Linked DNA regions of Anas platyrhynchos: region 2 is linked to region 1. Evidence: chromatin contacts called from public Hi-C data. All regions are on one chromosome and are shown on one strand. The core of a region is the stretch at or near the end of the contact, and the rest is flanking DNA. Distances in the headings are between cores, read along the strand shown.

Region 1 (7,685 bases), core at 1,902-4,401:
AGCATTTTAAGTTAGCTGGCTCTGAAATCAGAGCCTTCTTTAATCAAGACACAATTAGCTGTTTTAGTTCCTAGAGTTTCCTGGCACTTTGGCTTTTCACAGTCAAAAATCCATACTAAGTTAGTCTGGATGATAAGAAGAAGTACTATTTTTACAGCCCAGTTTTACACGCTGTAAAGAAGGCTACATCTCCCTAATTACTCTAGAAAGCTAACTATTAACTCTGATGTCTGTGGGGGAAGTGAGGTTGTTTTTTATGAAACTATTTCAACTGCTGCATAATGCCTTGGAGCTGAGGATTTTCCAGGAACAGTGAAAAAGCTGAAGCAGAAAACTTGTCTGTGGTTACTGCTTTCTCGTCAAACCTGAATATTCTGGGGTTTGGTAAAGCCCAGCTCCTCCACGTCAATTCTTGGTAAGACAGGAAGGATGTTCTGATTCATATGGTCAGCGATAAATCGATGTAAGAATATTCAGAGTAATTTCTGCAGGACACTGGAAACTTATTAATACTTTATATCTAAAGTGTGGGGGATAACATAAATGAAAACTATTACTTATAGTCTCAACTGAATTCTAAATGTACTTCTCGCTTTTACTGCTCATCAGATTTTATGTATTCTTTCTTGTCTACCAACACAATAAAATGGGAAAGGAATGTTTAATCCAGGATCACAAAGCCTTCAACTAACAGAACTGCAACTTGGTGACTGCTTAGATCCATCCCAACCCTGATTCAGTCCATAAAACATCTTGGAAATAAAGGGGTTTTGGTTTTGTGTTTTGTTGTTGCTATTTGAACAGTTACTTTTATTTCCACCCGTCCAACAGAAGTGTAAGTTAGGTGGAAATAATTGCTTCTACCATCTCAATCTTACGTATCTAGCTCTTCACGTTGCAATCAACTGCTCACATTCTTGTTCAGGCTCCATGCTGTATTTAGTAAAGTCTCAAGCACTTCTTATTTTTTCAAATAATATTTAAAGCCCTTTCTGAAGAGTTAGGTTAGAAGGAAACCGTACAAAAACTACTGCTTCCCAAATCTGATAGGTTTCACGTTATTGCTTCTGATTCTCTTCCACACTCTGAACCTCTGTACGAAATCAGCATTTTTAGCATATCAGAGGTAGATGGTCTCTAGGCGTAGTTTCCACTGCTCGAATAACACTGCTGTCAAGTTAGAAAAGGTCTCTGCCCTCAACAGGTTGTTTAGATAATTGGTAAGAAAAATAAAAATCTACCTGTTCCTACAGTCTTTTTGTTTGCATGTTTGATCTACTTTCAAGATTTTTGGTCTTTTGAGCCAGAAGCTCACTTCAATTGTATGTTTGTTCAAGCTTTTATGCCTTCTGTGTCAATTTATCCCAGTACTCAAGCAATGCTGCCGTACTCAAAATAGCAATTATTTTTTCTGTGTTCAGTTGTTGAGAACTTTTAGCTATTTTTTTTAAAGGCTGAATTATGTTCACTTTCATGTCTAGCAGGTGCGCCACCAAATACACGAATAGATCTGAAGCAGCTCATTGCAGAATAGAGGGCTGCTGCTGCTGCTCTTTTAGGCAAGTTCCATGTAGTTGTCACCAAAAAAAAAATCCATTTATCTCTCTTCTGAGTACGTTATCCACTTTGAAGCATTCTTGCCATAGGGAACAACAGAATCCCTGACTGAATAAGAAAAGGTTTCTCACTCTCGTGTCAGTAAATAATACACTAATGAGAACACGAAGCGTGAAGTTCTGCTGGCAAGCACTTTTGGCTGCATCTTTTGTGCAGCGCTCTTCCTTCCTCGATGGCAAGCGTGCTAGAGCTGAGCCTTACAGCAAGGCTGCAGCAGGAGCCTCAACAAAACCAGAACTCACTGGACCTGCTCTCTGATGTACAATCAAGTAAATCAAAGACAAAAAACCCACAGCACTGAAAATGCCTTACAAAGCATTTCATAGCACTTCATAAACAGTCTGACACAGACTCCAGATTTCCTGAGGTCAGTTCCCTGTCCGCCTTTCTCTTCTGGTTCATCTTTCCTCCCCTAGCTTTAGCTCAGATGTGCTGTGTGATTCACATGAAGATTAGTTCATAAAGCAGGACAATGGCTTGGCACATTTAAGTCATCAAATGCCCAGCGAGGTAAACAAAGCATCAAAGGTACACTGCATTCACAGCAATAACACCTATTCTAAAAGTATTACAGGCAAAAACATGAGCACAAACGTGTGCACAACCCCAGCTTCAGCTTGACGTTAGGATGTATATGAAGAATGGAGATTTAAAAGTCACAAGGATATGCACAACCCTTTAGCTAAGCTGCAAGTTAAATCAAAGCATGAGTTAGGAACTCATGTTTTCTGTGTTGTTTTTGTTTTGTTTTGGTTTTAATTCAAAGTTAAAGCAAAAAAAAAGCAAAAACTTTAACAGATATTGCACAGAAAGCTTCCAGTGTTAGCCTCTATCAACATGACACATTCATTGTCCTGTGAATGGTATTTGAAAATAGCAAAGCCTCAACCACCACTGATAGAAGGCAGATAAGCCTCAAACCAGCAGAGGTCAGGATATCATCAGGAGTACAACCAGGAGTCTAACACAGGAGCATTACTGCACGATTATAAAAAGAAACTAGGTTTGCAACTTAACATTGATTCAATAAATACAGTTTCTATGCTGACATTTTGTCTGAGACAGCATGAATAAAATATGGGACAAAGAACTGAGACACTGTTTTCACCCAATAATTTAAGGCTAACAACATAGTCACAGCGAAACAGAGCTTCAAAACACATGTACCACAATAATTGCAAGCTGTCTAATGTTTATGCTCATAGGCTCACCACCCTGCTGTGTCCTGATGGAAATGAAATTATATATAGTCTTACTGTGTTATTAAATGTAATGGAACATGGCAGGAAAATGCAACTTATTTCAGGCTGCGTGTGCAGAAATACACTTGAACTGCTGCAAAAACAAAAGGGACTCAGAAGTTCACTTCTGAGAAACACTTCTTGCTAGCCCCGTACTGATCCCCTTTTGGCTTCTCCACAGAAGCTCAAAGTACTTCACATATGGAAATGTTGCTCCAAGTCCTCAGAGCTGAGCTTCCTTAAGACAAGTCACTCCACCCCTCTTCCAAACACTAATGATTTGTGCAGCCAAGAGAGAGGACTAAACTTACAGCTTTCAGCGTTTCACAATGAGTTTTCTGGTGATACAGATCAGTACGAATCTGATCAAGTCCTAGAGATAAGAAGGGGACTGACAGAAAATGCCCACAGTATTGAAAGGCACACATCTACGCCCAGACAAGCAGATACTTGGTTCCCAATGATTTTAATAAAAGCTCAATAAAATCAAAAGGTCAGCTCCCAGACTTGTCCTCCAGCATCCTCCCACAGTGGGAGGCCTTTTGGACTGTGGCCTGCACTGCCTGTTGATGGGTCTTACACATACATCTACAACACCCCTGGCTTGTCAACTCAGTATTACAAGGCTGTAATCACGCTGCAGTGAGTGACATCCAGGTCACCCGTCACTGTTTCTATAGAAAAGCAAGCTGCACATGCCAGGGGAAGGCAGCAGATGCCTCAGCACCAGAGGTGCCACCTCACTTGGCCAAATCCCCTGGCCAGTGCAGCTGACGACAGCTGTGGCACTGCCATGATGCTGCTCACCTCGGACAAGTGCCTGCCAGCTGGGTCCCCGTCAGGGTCAGGGCAGGGCCGGGCAGGATTTGTTAAATAGCTCTGTTTACATAAATAAATAACGTAAATAGCTCGATCACATGATGGGTGAGGAAAATCTATGTCTTGCTGCAACTAGTAATGACATTATCGTGTGGGCCCCCAAGGGATCTGGAGGCTAGTTAACAAGGCCTCGAGGGACACAGGCCTTCTGGGACTTCCATCATGTTTCTCCAGGAATGCAAATCACTAAAACGTTTCATCTCCTAATTTCACAACAATTTATATTTTTAAAAAATCATGAATCTGTAAGAGTTCGCTTCCTAGTTAAAAAACTGGAGGACGCTGAACTTACCTTCTCTATTGCTGCATCGTGGACAGGAAGCTCTTCTGGACTGAAAACAAAGAAAAAAATTCACATTAATCTACAAAAAAAAAATCATTTTGTCCATGTCACATTACAAGTGATCTTCTATAATAGCAATATGTAGTAATGAACGAGTAAACAAGAAGTCTCAGCTTCAGACAGGTATGACATGGTACGCAGGAACCCTTGGAATTTAGTTTTTAAACACAATAAGATTCACGTTTTAAGTAAAAAAAATAAAATTAATATTGAAACTTCTAAATCAGAACACACTGCAGAACTTCAAGGGAAGAGGACTTTACCAGAACAATAATTAATCATAATCATAATAATTTTTCTGTTAAAGCACCCTGGGCTGTACTACTCAACCTGAAACCAGAATTTTCTTTAAACATACACAGCCATTTTAAATTAAAAGTTGTTTTAATGAAAATTTTTCAAACCATTGCATATTTTGTGTGCAGCTTTATTTTTTAGAAATCCAGCTATTCCCAAACCTGAGAATCTGAACTCCATTCCGTGCATTTTTAACCTAAACAGCTTCATTTACTTGACCATATAATTAAAATAATTAAAATACCCCTTAAAAAGTTTTCCCTTCTTTTCTATTGCACCCTGTGAAAGGCACAGAGACTTTGCTTGACTTAGGAGAGTTAACTTTTTTTTTTTTAAGTTTAAAATTTTCACTCTGATCAACAGGGAGAAGGTGACAAAAAGTTTTATTAGTAGGTATCTAATTAATATTTTAAAATAAATTTATTTCACTTCTTAACCTAACTAAAAAGACGGGTTATGAAGAAAAAACTTGAAAAGCAGCCTTTTATCAGATATTTTCTGGCTTTATATTATTTTAGTTTCATTCTGAGGGCTCTAACTTATGTTTTTCTTATCAAAGAAACCTATGTTTTTCATATCAAAAGTAACTAAACCGCTTTGATGCCAAATGAGACTTCCTTCCTTTGTATGCATCATCTGCAGCTCCTGAAAACATAGCAGCTCATCTAAGCAGCAAGGCTCCCCTTTTCTGCTCTGCAGATCAGATAAATAACATAGCCAACAAAACCCACCTTTAAAAGGGACAAAATAAATCCTTCCCAATAAGAACAAGAAAAAACAGAAGAGTAAAAAGAAGAGTCCTTACTAAGTCTTAATATTTTGAAAGAATAATTACTCACATCATCACAGATGTCTCTGGTGAGGACACTAAAACCCACCAGTTTAGACCAGTATTAAATCTGTGCAAGGGTGAAAAATATCCTTAATGGGAAAAACTGCAGAAGTTGAGATGGAAATTGAAATCTGCCTTCCCTCCTATGTTGATGAAGCCAATATAAGAATAGTCCAACACAAAACAGTTAAGTTATATTTATATTTTATTTTATTTAAAGACTTAAGAGACGCAGTTTCAAATTCAGAAGTTTTAGTTGAATAATGAAATACATCTGAATTACTTTACCTAATGAAAAATCTTGTTCAAATCAACATTTTGGAGCCTACAAAAAACAAATTTTGGAGTCCAAACAAGTCTAAGTTTCCAGTACATACCTTAGGAACTAATTTAAAAACCAGCAGAGCTTATCTTTTGACCAGCAAAAAGCATAATCAGTTCATTTTGAAGCACTTCCCAAGTATCTGAGAGTTTTCTTGAAGAGTAACACCAAAACCCAATGTAAACTGATGAAAGTCTCAGTGTCTAACATGCTAGAAAAAGCCTACATCTAGTACCACCTGAAGATGTGATGTGCATCATTGTGTACATCCCCATGTAATTAAACTAACAAACTGAAATCAGGCTCTGTGTGTGGCAAATATCACCTAGAAATCTGAACAGAAGTTGAAAAAACATGAATATAATAAGCAAGTGGGAAGAAAAAAAAAATGTATTTGCTAATCTGCTTTAATTTTTTGTTTTTAATTACGAAGATTGCTATGTCTTTCAAACTTCACTTTGAATTTTCAGTTCTTTAATGACCTCTTCTCCTCTCCTCACGCTAAATTTGAGTGATCCCCGTGGCTGCATGCACGAGCAGCTGGACTAGACGATCTTCGAAGGTCCCTTCCAACTGAGCTACACTACCAGAAGAGTCAGGCTCACTGAGGCAGCAAGAGGAGCACAGGCACTGCATTCTTCATGGCCATGCAAGGTCACACAAGCAGCTGGCTGCCCGTACAAGAGACTCTTTTTCTTCCTGGTGCTGTCACCAGCATGTCAGGCACCGAGCTGATGGCTCCAGGTCCCTGCATACCCACACAGGACCCAGCTCCTGCTCTGCTGAACTGGAACCACTGGACAGCTCAGCTGCCCGTTTTCTAATCTGGCACAGAAAGTAATCACATGAGAAATTACTCCAATCTCATTTTCTCACAAAGGAACGGACAATTGACAATAATTTATTATGGAAATGCTCTCTGCTAGCTTTTAAATAACCTCAGAAGGACAAATAGAAAGCAAAGCTGGATGTGCTTTGTCCCGGCAAGCAGATCCCCTACTGCCTGGCTGTATTAACCCAGCAGCAAATTTATCATCACATTGCTTGTGTGCTAATACCAGGCACCCACACACTTCAGGCATCGAAATGCCATGGGAGCACATTACGCCGGCCCTGATTTTCATTCCCCAAGATGCTGCTTCCAGCTGAGCAGGAGGACGACAGCAGGGAGTGGAGGAGCACCTTGCCCGGGGCTGCTCCATAACTCACGGGCCTGGAACGCAGGAGGGAGTTCCTGGAGATCCCGTGCTCAATTAACGAGGCTGCACTGATGACGCCCACGTACTCACATACATAATATTCAAATCTGTCATGTAAGGACTTAAGGAAAGGCATAATGAGCAAACCAACTCTCGACCTGCTAAAGACATTTGAAATAAATACATCTCCTTTTACTGTATTTATTTTCTATGCAGAAGCATCATTTTTTCTCTAAAAAAAGATGTGTTTATGTCACTTTGGACACAAAAGTCCCATCTATTAACCTAATTTTAGTAGACTGGAAGTGTTCCAATCTTCCCCCTCCGTCTCATTTTTTATACCTTCAGTTATTTAACACTGAATCTTCTTCCTCCTTCCACAGCCTTTTTAAACCTGCATTTCTCTATCTGAGCTCTTCACCAAGTACTAAGGTGAGTGGTAAACAGTATTAAATTAGCCACATCCTGGCCTGAGAGGACTGCTTCCCTTTAATAGCTCCAGTAATATTCATGCAGGGGATATGGAGAAGAAAAGCAGGGCTGATTAACGTAATTAGCGCAGCACCATACAGTACCTGAAATCCGAAAGAGAAGGCATGGGGCAGCTTTTAACTGAACCCATGTACATAAGGTGTCATTTGGCAGAAACACAGCCTTAGCACCACATGGACCAGAGTCAAGGAAGATCTAACTTGGGTAAAGGCAACGTAATCAGACGGGAACCAAGAATTGTTACGGCTGGTCCGTGCCTTCACCCCAGGCACAAAGTAAGGTGAGATTAAATCCTGGCTCTGACAGAGAGGACAGCCCACACGGAGGTGTGCTGGTTTCCTACCAGAAGGCCCTTCAAAGACATCTCATGAATAGGGAACAGACTGCGGGGTCTCACCAGGATCAGGGCCCATACATGGGGTCCTCACTGGCAGTGCTCTGCAGCACCTGCTGGAAGTCCTCT
Region 2 (7,685 bases), core at 3,594-6,093, 76 kb after region 1:
ATAAACCTGAGTTGGCACTAGCATCCTGCACTTCCTCAGAAACAAAACCTGCAAAAGTTACAATTTCTAGTAACTGTAAGCCATGGGATCATTCGGTCTAATTGAAATGAGGAAAAGGCACCTAAGTAGGGCAGCTATGGATTCGCTAACAATAGGCCTGGCTTCCCCTGGAGCAAAACATGCAGGACTTAATCTTCAACAACGACAGCACAGCAAGTACATTTTTTTTAAAATATTGCATAATCTGCATCCTGCTGCTAAAAGCAATCTGATAGAACACTTAATCTGAAATAACTTCACCTCACAGTTGAGATTAGGAAAAGAAAGACAAATGTATCTATGAAACCATGAAGTTTTCCTTTAATACCTGCACAGAGAAAAGGAATTTCCTCTTTTCAAACCAATGAGAACTTGCTGAACCTGACCACCTGTGTTCAGCCAGGCAGATCATATCTCGTGCTGACTCAGATTTCAAGTCTCAACACTCCTGATCTCCTAAGGCTTAAAAATAATAACAACAATAAGACAGATTTACAGCACGTGCCAAGAAGCTGATGACTTTTCATAGGACTGGGCTGACATCACAAGAAGATGATATAGCAATTGCTAAAAACAGTTTTTAAAAAATGTTCTGACAGCCGAAAGGAAGCTGTTTCAGAACTCACTGAAACTTACAACAAACGTTTTAAAAGTAATGGAGGGAAGAGGCTTAATAGGGGAAGAAAACGGTATCGTGCTGCAGAAACATGTATGCAAACATTATAAAAAAGAGGAACACAAAGCCATTAGATGGTGCAATCACTGAAGAGCAACAGTTTGAATTGCAGGTCCTGTCAATTCTCCCTGAGCAGCTGCTAAATTAAACGGTTAAGTACGCGCAGCCTAATCGAAAATGAAGTGGCTGGTTAAAGTGTATCATTAGAAGTGCAGCCTTGTCAGTTTTCTTTTGACTGCTGATGTCAAAATTAGCAAATATAACTTCCAGGACATTTAACCATTTACCAGCCTAATTACAGTTATTATGTTAAGAACATCAAACGAGCCTTACAGACGGCATGCCACCCAGGTCCAAAGCACTTTTGGTTGGAGCTCCACACGGCTTTTGAGCCCAAATTGTTCTTCAGTCTCATGCAGAGACAACCGGAAGACTGGTCTCTCCAATTCAACCTGATTTTCCTACAGTACAGCCTCACCTTATTTTGTAAGTACAACCTTCCCTCAGAGACATCTCATTAGGTGACGGTTTATTGTCTGTATCTACAGGAAAAGGCTACTCATAAGGAAAAAACAAAGCATCAGTTCTGAAAACCACTTCATGATAATAATAGCATAATTAATCTTATCAGAAAACCTAGTCACGTAAAACTACGGAAACGAGTGGTGAAGAATCTAGCAGCTATATGCTACCCAAAACTGTGCCATAACTATGAGAAGTGAATGTTTCAATTCCATGGTGACTTGAACTCAGACCTCCATACATAAAACGTTCTTGCAATTTTGCCTTCTGCCTCTAAATCTTTTGTTTAGCTACTGCTAATACCTGTTCACTAGCCAATAAAAGTTTCCAGTTACATTTATTTTTTATTTGAAATACTGCTGCTTATGTGCTTTGTGTTTCCCTTGTTCCTAACTCGAGCACTTTCCTGCAGGCTTTTTTCTTAGACTATTTGAAAGCGCCCACTTCCCCAAAAAGGAAGGCTTCCTATTTTATCTGCAATTTGGAGCACAGCAAGCAGTACTGGAAAGTCAGGAAAAGTCAGCACTGCCAAGCACCAGAAAGTCTGTACCTTCTATTGCAATACTACATTGAAGTTTTTCCTAAGGATGCGTGTTAGGAAAGCAAACTGCTGTCACTTCGCTTTCTCAACCAACCACCTGATTGCTTTCAATGCTCGTGGTGTTCTCTCCCGTGCACAAACACTACCAAATATTATGCAACAGGAGAAAGAAAGAATGTTCCTGCTGAACGTCCTGCTTACAGATACCATCTTGAAAAACTGTATTTTTATTCAAGACAGTAGCTGACATCCTCTTGCTATTAACAAGCCCATAAAAAACCCACGCACCAACCTTTGAACCTTCTCTGTTCCTGAAGAGCAACCCTTGCATCCAACCCAGTATTTCCCCTACTAACCCCACATTTCCTAGCCCTCCGTGGTATTCAGCTTCAATAGTTGCAAAACTACTGGCATTTTAAGTAAGAGTGCAATGGGATATGGGAATTGGGAAGAGTTCCCTACAATTTCAAGTTTGAGCATACTTAATAACACGTTCAATTATCTGTTTCCACACCTGATGCTAGGTCCCCTTTTTACCCAATATTCTCAGTATGACAAGTATAAACCAGAGTAAAAGAAAGTTACGGCATATTTTAAGTCCACGTACAGTGACTCTTTCCAGAGAAAGAGATTCCCTTTAATTCGTCAGTGAAAGATCCAAGTCAAGTCTGTGTGTACATTGCTGTAGCAGCAATTTAACTTGGATACTAAAGGAGCTAACACTAAACATTTATATTCCCGATTCCCAAGACCCAGAAACTGAAGGAACAGCATGTGACTGCACTGTTTTTACAGCACACGTGCACGCACAAGAGACAAAACAATCTACATGGAGCCTGCCTGCACAAAGCAGCATTTTACTGTCCTTTACTTTCTTCTTTAAACCAAGACGTTAGTGCCCCTCAAAGAAAACAGATCCAGAGATTTCAGAAGCAAGTGTTTTAAAGCTTTAGAGCTAGCTGGCTGGCAAAACGTTAAGTCTGAAATGATTGGTGTCCATGCTTATACTGAGGGCAAATGAACAGCTGGTTAGAAGGCAGTTCTGCTAAATGCTGACTTTCCACTGCATCCCAGCTGAATTAATTCCAAAGTTATAATCAGTAGCAAGAGAAGCTACAAAGAAGCAAGACTAAGCCATTTAACAGCACAGCTATTAGCAAAATAAGACAATAAAAATTCTGATCATCGCACCTTGCTTCTGAGCATCCTAGCTGAGTAAAATGCCCATTACAGCCAGAATGCAACGTTCCCAACAAAGTCGGGCTGCTGCTGTCTCAGAACCTTCACCAAATCATTGACTGGCCACAAATGAGGAAGCACCGAGAAACACAAACGAAACAAGCACAAGGGCACACCCTCCCCTTTGTTCATTGCAGGAATATTTACACTACAAAGCGTCCAAGCGAATTGCTTTTGGTTTCAGGCACTGCTGATTGGCCGCCGTGCCTAACACACACATGCCTGCGAGAGTTTGAGTTTCGACTGTCACGCAGCAGCCCTAGATTGCAGGCTCCGCATCAAACTAAGTAACCACACAGAGAAATGAGTTAATAGAAGTGTTCTCATTGAACTGAGCCTCCACAAAATATGCTCAGCGTGAGCAAGGCAGACTCACACTTTTGTTCCACTTTGACTCAGTGAAAGCTAAAAATGAGCTTTGTACTAATAGACAGCTCTCTGCACAGCCCCCTGCTCCAAGCAGAAAGCTGCACAGAGAAAGTTACTCTCGGTGTGTAGAGGCTCAGGGCTGGTACACGAGTTCAGCAACAGCTTTTTCAGCCACCACCTGACTCTCGCTCCCATTGCCATTCAATCACTGCGGTGGTTTCCTGCAGGCAACAACCACACACATCGCCCAGAGACGCCAAACATCTGATAATTTCCTCCTTTTGCTGGTAGTCCCAGCACAGACCGAGGGTCACAGAGCCCGAAGTTTGGTGGAAAGCCGCTCACAGGGCTGAGGACCCTCCTGCACCGGACTGCGGCTCTGAGGCTGGCGCTCTTCCCCACATACCTGAGGTGTTACGAAAAGCAGCCGAGGCAGCAGGTACATGAGCAGCAGTGCCGAGAAGTCCCATTACACCCAAACTTTGCCCATCCCAAACCTCCCCGCTCCTGCCCTGGGTGGCAGCACGGCCTCACAGCGCACCCAGGCCCTGACACCCTGACAGGACAGAGGCCCTCAGGGAGTCAGTCCCTGTGTGGTGACAGCCCCAAGGGGCTGCCCGACCCCCTTTAGTGCCCCCACACCCCTCAGGCTGCCCCCACACCCCTCAGGGTGCCCTCACAGCCCCCCCTCCGACCCCACAGCGGCGGCTGAGGCGACCACCACAGCCCCTCACAGGGCTGCGCGCCCCTCACCAAGCTGAGGGGTCACTTTAGGGGGTCTCCTCCCCCTGCACAGCCCCGGAGCCTCACTAAAAGCTCACAAAAAGCCCCCGGGACACCTCCAGGTGGGGCTCCCTCAGCCACCCCCCTCATGGCGCCCGCCCCACAGGGCTCCCCTCACGATGCCCACCGCCCCCCCGGGCAGGAATAGTAGGGTCCTGCCTCACTCGGACCCCCCCGCTTTGGGAATGGAACAGCCCGCAGCACCTCAGTCCCCTACGGGAGCCAGCTCCCGCCTCTTCCACCTCCCGACCCCGCCGGGGGGGTGCGCTCAGCGCGGTCCCCCCGCGGGGGAGGATGGTAGCACCCACCTCCCCCCCGGGCTCTCGAGGAACTTCAGTCCCACCCCGCTCGCCTCAACGGCGAGGTCCGCAGTTTTTCCCCCCCCCCGCCGCCCCGCGAATGGAAGCGTCCGCCCAGCGACCCCGCCGGGTCCACTTCGGGAAATGGGGGGGTGGGCGCGCAATGGCCGGCTCGCCCCTACCTTTGCTCTGCCTTACCTTTGCTCGCCGCCTTCCTTCTCCTTCTTCTCCCGGGGGCCTCCGTCCTTGCCTCCTCCTCCTTCTCCCGCTCCGCTGCCCCGGAGCTCGGCGGCCTCCGACCAGGAAGCGCCCCGGTGTGACACCGGCGGCCGCCGCTATGGAAACCCTGCCCGCCCCCGCCCCTCCCCTCCCCTCCCCGGCCGGCGCCGTCCCCTCAGGGCAGAGCCGGAGCCGCCGCCGCCATTTTGTGCTCGCAACGAGGCGCGGAGCTGCCCGGCCCCGGCCGCGCTCCCCGCTCCCTCTGCAGCCGTTTTGGGGTCCTCAGCGAAGCCCCCCTGGAAGCAGAGGGGTCGGGGAGGTCGGGTGGTGAATTGGGGTGGCCCTCGGCTGGGTTATTTGGGGGTTTCGGGGTGGGAAAGGTGGTGGGGTTATGGGGTTTGGCTCCAGGGTCAAGCCAGGACCTGCTCTGCCAGCACCGCTGCCTTGGTGTGGCACTGGGCGTGAGGAGGAATCTCAGAAATAAAGGTGGAAAACATGAAGCAGGACCACTGCCCTTCCATCTTACCAATTAGGCTGTGCTGCCCAAGTTACCAAGACCCTCATTTTTAAAACTCCATCCCTTTTTTGGTTCTCTCTGATGAGCCACTACCATGGGATACTGATAGGAAATACAGCTTTATGGGTGAATTCCACAAGCCCGTGCATAAAAGTAGAAAAAATTGATAACCTGATTGCACATTGCACCTCAGATCAAAAGAGAGATGGCTTTGATCTTAGAATCCCAGAATCATTAAGGCTGGAAAAGCCCTCCAAGATCACCTGGTCCAACCACCCCCCTACCACCACTGTCACCCACAAACCATGTCCCCAGGCAAAACGTCCAACCTCTCCTCGAACACCCCCAGGGACGGTGGCTCCACCACCTCCCTGGGCAACCCGTCCCAGTGCCTGACTGCTCTTTCTGAGCAGAAATGGCTCCTCATTGCCAACCCAACCCCTTCCTTAAGCAGCTTCCCATGCCGGAGTCCTCCCACTCAGGGCGTGCAGGCACCATATGCGTATGCATGCCGTGCTTTGCATGGGGCGCTCAGCTGAGTTACAAACAAAACCTGACGGGAAGAAGCAGAGAAATGTGACAGCTGCTTTACGCTCTGAGATGTCTCAAATGCCACAGTGAAGTGGTTACCGGAAAGAGGCTGGTTTGGAGCAAAAAGAAAGCGTTGCGGTGAAGAGGGAATTTGAAGTAGCAATAAAATATGATTTCACATTAGAAATACAGATTAAATAAACAGTAATTAAAATGTAGTACTAAAAGACATCCAGTAATGATACAAACAAAAGCGACACTTGGTAAATATTTTGAATGTTTTAAACAAACCAGTGTTTGTGTAATAGTTACATTTAAATGCTTTCTATTCAAATACTAACCAAGGAATTTAGCATAATCTACTAAAGACAAACTCTTTAAAATAAGCAGTTCCAGACAACTTGCACTATGAGTTGTGGGGGCTGGCACCTTCTGACATTAATTTTTACTAAAGTATGTAATACAAGAATATTTCACGACGAGCTGGAGAAAGCAGTGCTCCATTATTCCGAGGTAGATTAGATGAGCTGAGTAATTATTGACTGGCTAGCCTGAGATCACTAAATCTTTTCCACAGATATTAACATTTTTAATAGACTCTCTGTCCTCAGAGTTCTGTCTCATTCTGGAGGAAAAATAGCCTGAACAATGAAAGTAGGATCCCCTGAAATGGCAAATACCCATGCCAACACGTCATGGTCTCTGAGAATCTAGCAAATGTACAGAGCTGTGTATGTGCATTTGACATTCATTTTATGTAGAAGAAAATGTCTAAAAGTAGTAAGACAGTAGCAAGACAGTAGCAGGTTGGATCACTTTTGTCTAAATGTTTCCTCTCTTCTTGTGCTGAGGAGGTGTAATAGTAGAAAATATGAATCATTTATTGCTTTGCAGTACATTTCAGAAAGTAATAGCGATTAACTAGCCTGTCAGCATCCATAAATCCCAAGAGGGACACTGTGGTTGGATATGAGTCCTTTCAATTTAAAGTCTTAATTGTCTTTTTTAAAACTTTAGAAGCTGTTGGAATATAAAAACATGCTTAGCTTTCTTCAAGCTAGGGATTTGTTTCCTCCCCAAATGGCTAATTAGTTAAGATAAATGTCTTCCACAGGGAGCTCTCTACTTCATCGAAACCATCTCCTCTCTTTCATACATTCTCAAACTATATATCATCGGTTTTGTTTCCCATATGCTCATTGTTTCCTGTTGTAATACTACAACTAGGCTGTGGAACGGTTCTAAAATCGCAGCTTTCCAAGCGGCTGACAGTGATATCATACTTGTTTTATCACTACTCCCACATACGAATCCTGTGATAGCATTTCCAGCAATGCTCCATTTTTATTAGGGTTCTTTGTGAAGGTATATGCAATCGTTATTATTTATAATGCTGAAAAGTCTATGGGGCATTTCATGGACGTGCAAGAGGCATTGCCTGTGTCTCTGCTGTCTTTGCAGACTCCCATCTATGATACAGTCTGGATGTCTCCATTGAATTACATTCTGAGCTGGGGTATCTGTTCATGTCAGGGAACGTCCAGTTACCTACCTGAAAAGCTGACCTGCTCTGTGTTTAAGTTCAGATGCTGTACTAGCCACCTACATTCGTGACTGGAGTCACAGAAATAAAGATATTCACAAATTACCCCCCACAAATTAATGATTCATCTTGTCAAGACCGCACTTAAGATATAGGGCGTAAGATGCCAAGCACTCTGCATGGCCACTGACATTATTTGGCAGCAATACCATAAAGCCATAGATAAAAGAACAGAATAGTGGCATTCCCTTATAAAGTATCCTATTCCTTGTAACATCACAATCCATCCTACTGAACTTCAAAGGAATACAAGAATTCATAATGTAAAAAATACGAGATTTTCATCAGCAATTATTTCTCAATGTACCGTGCCCTTTGTTTTTTTTTTTAGCTATGAAGCTTATGAA

The links. A called contact is a pair of places that touch in the nucleus more often than the background predicts.
Region 2: a Hi-C map of subcutaneous adipose tissue shows a contact between it and region 1, with 2.4 times the contacts expected there. The contact joins the promoter of USP6NL here to the enhancer-like site in region 1. A contact is called at or near these places in 6 of 8 Hi-C or Micro-C datasets (F1 follicle, F5 follicle, liver and 2 more).

The regions. Positions count from the first base shown.
Region 1 is chr1:6,382,805-6,390,489 of IASCAAS_PekinDuck_T2T, forward strand. It overlaps USP6NL (USP6 N-terminal like), which reads right to left. Exons shown (of 15, transcript XM_027460736.3): 5 at 4,030-4,069. Among named protein-coding and RNA genes, the nearest start is that of USP6NL, 76 kb to the right of the region's middle. Within about 2 kb of position 3,152, at least 1 of the 8 cell types and tissues checked has an H3K27ac peak or open chromatin away from gene starts, as enhancers often do. A contact at or near this core is called in subcutaneous adipose tissue, where this site is marked.
Region 2 is chr1:6,457,330-6,465,014 of IASCAAS_PekinDuck_T2T, forward strand. It overlaps USP6NL (USP6 N-terminal like), which reads right to left and starts at 4,844. Exons shown (of 15, transcript XM_027460736.3): 1 at 4,667-4,844.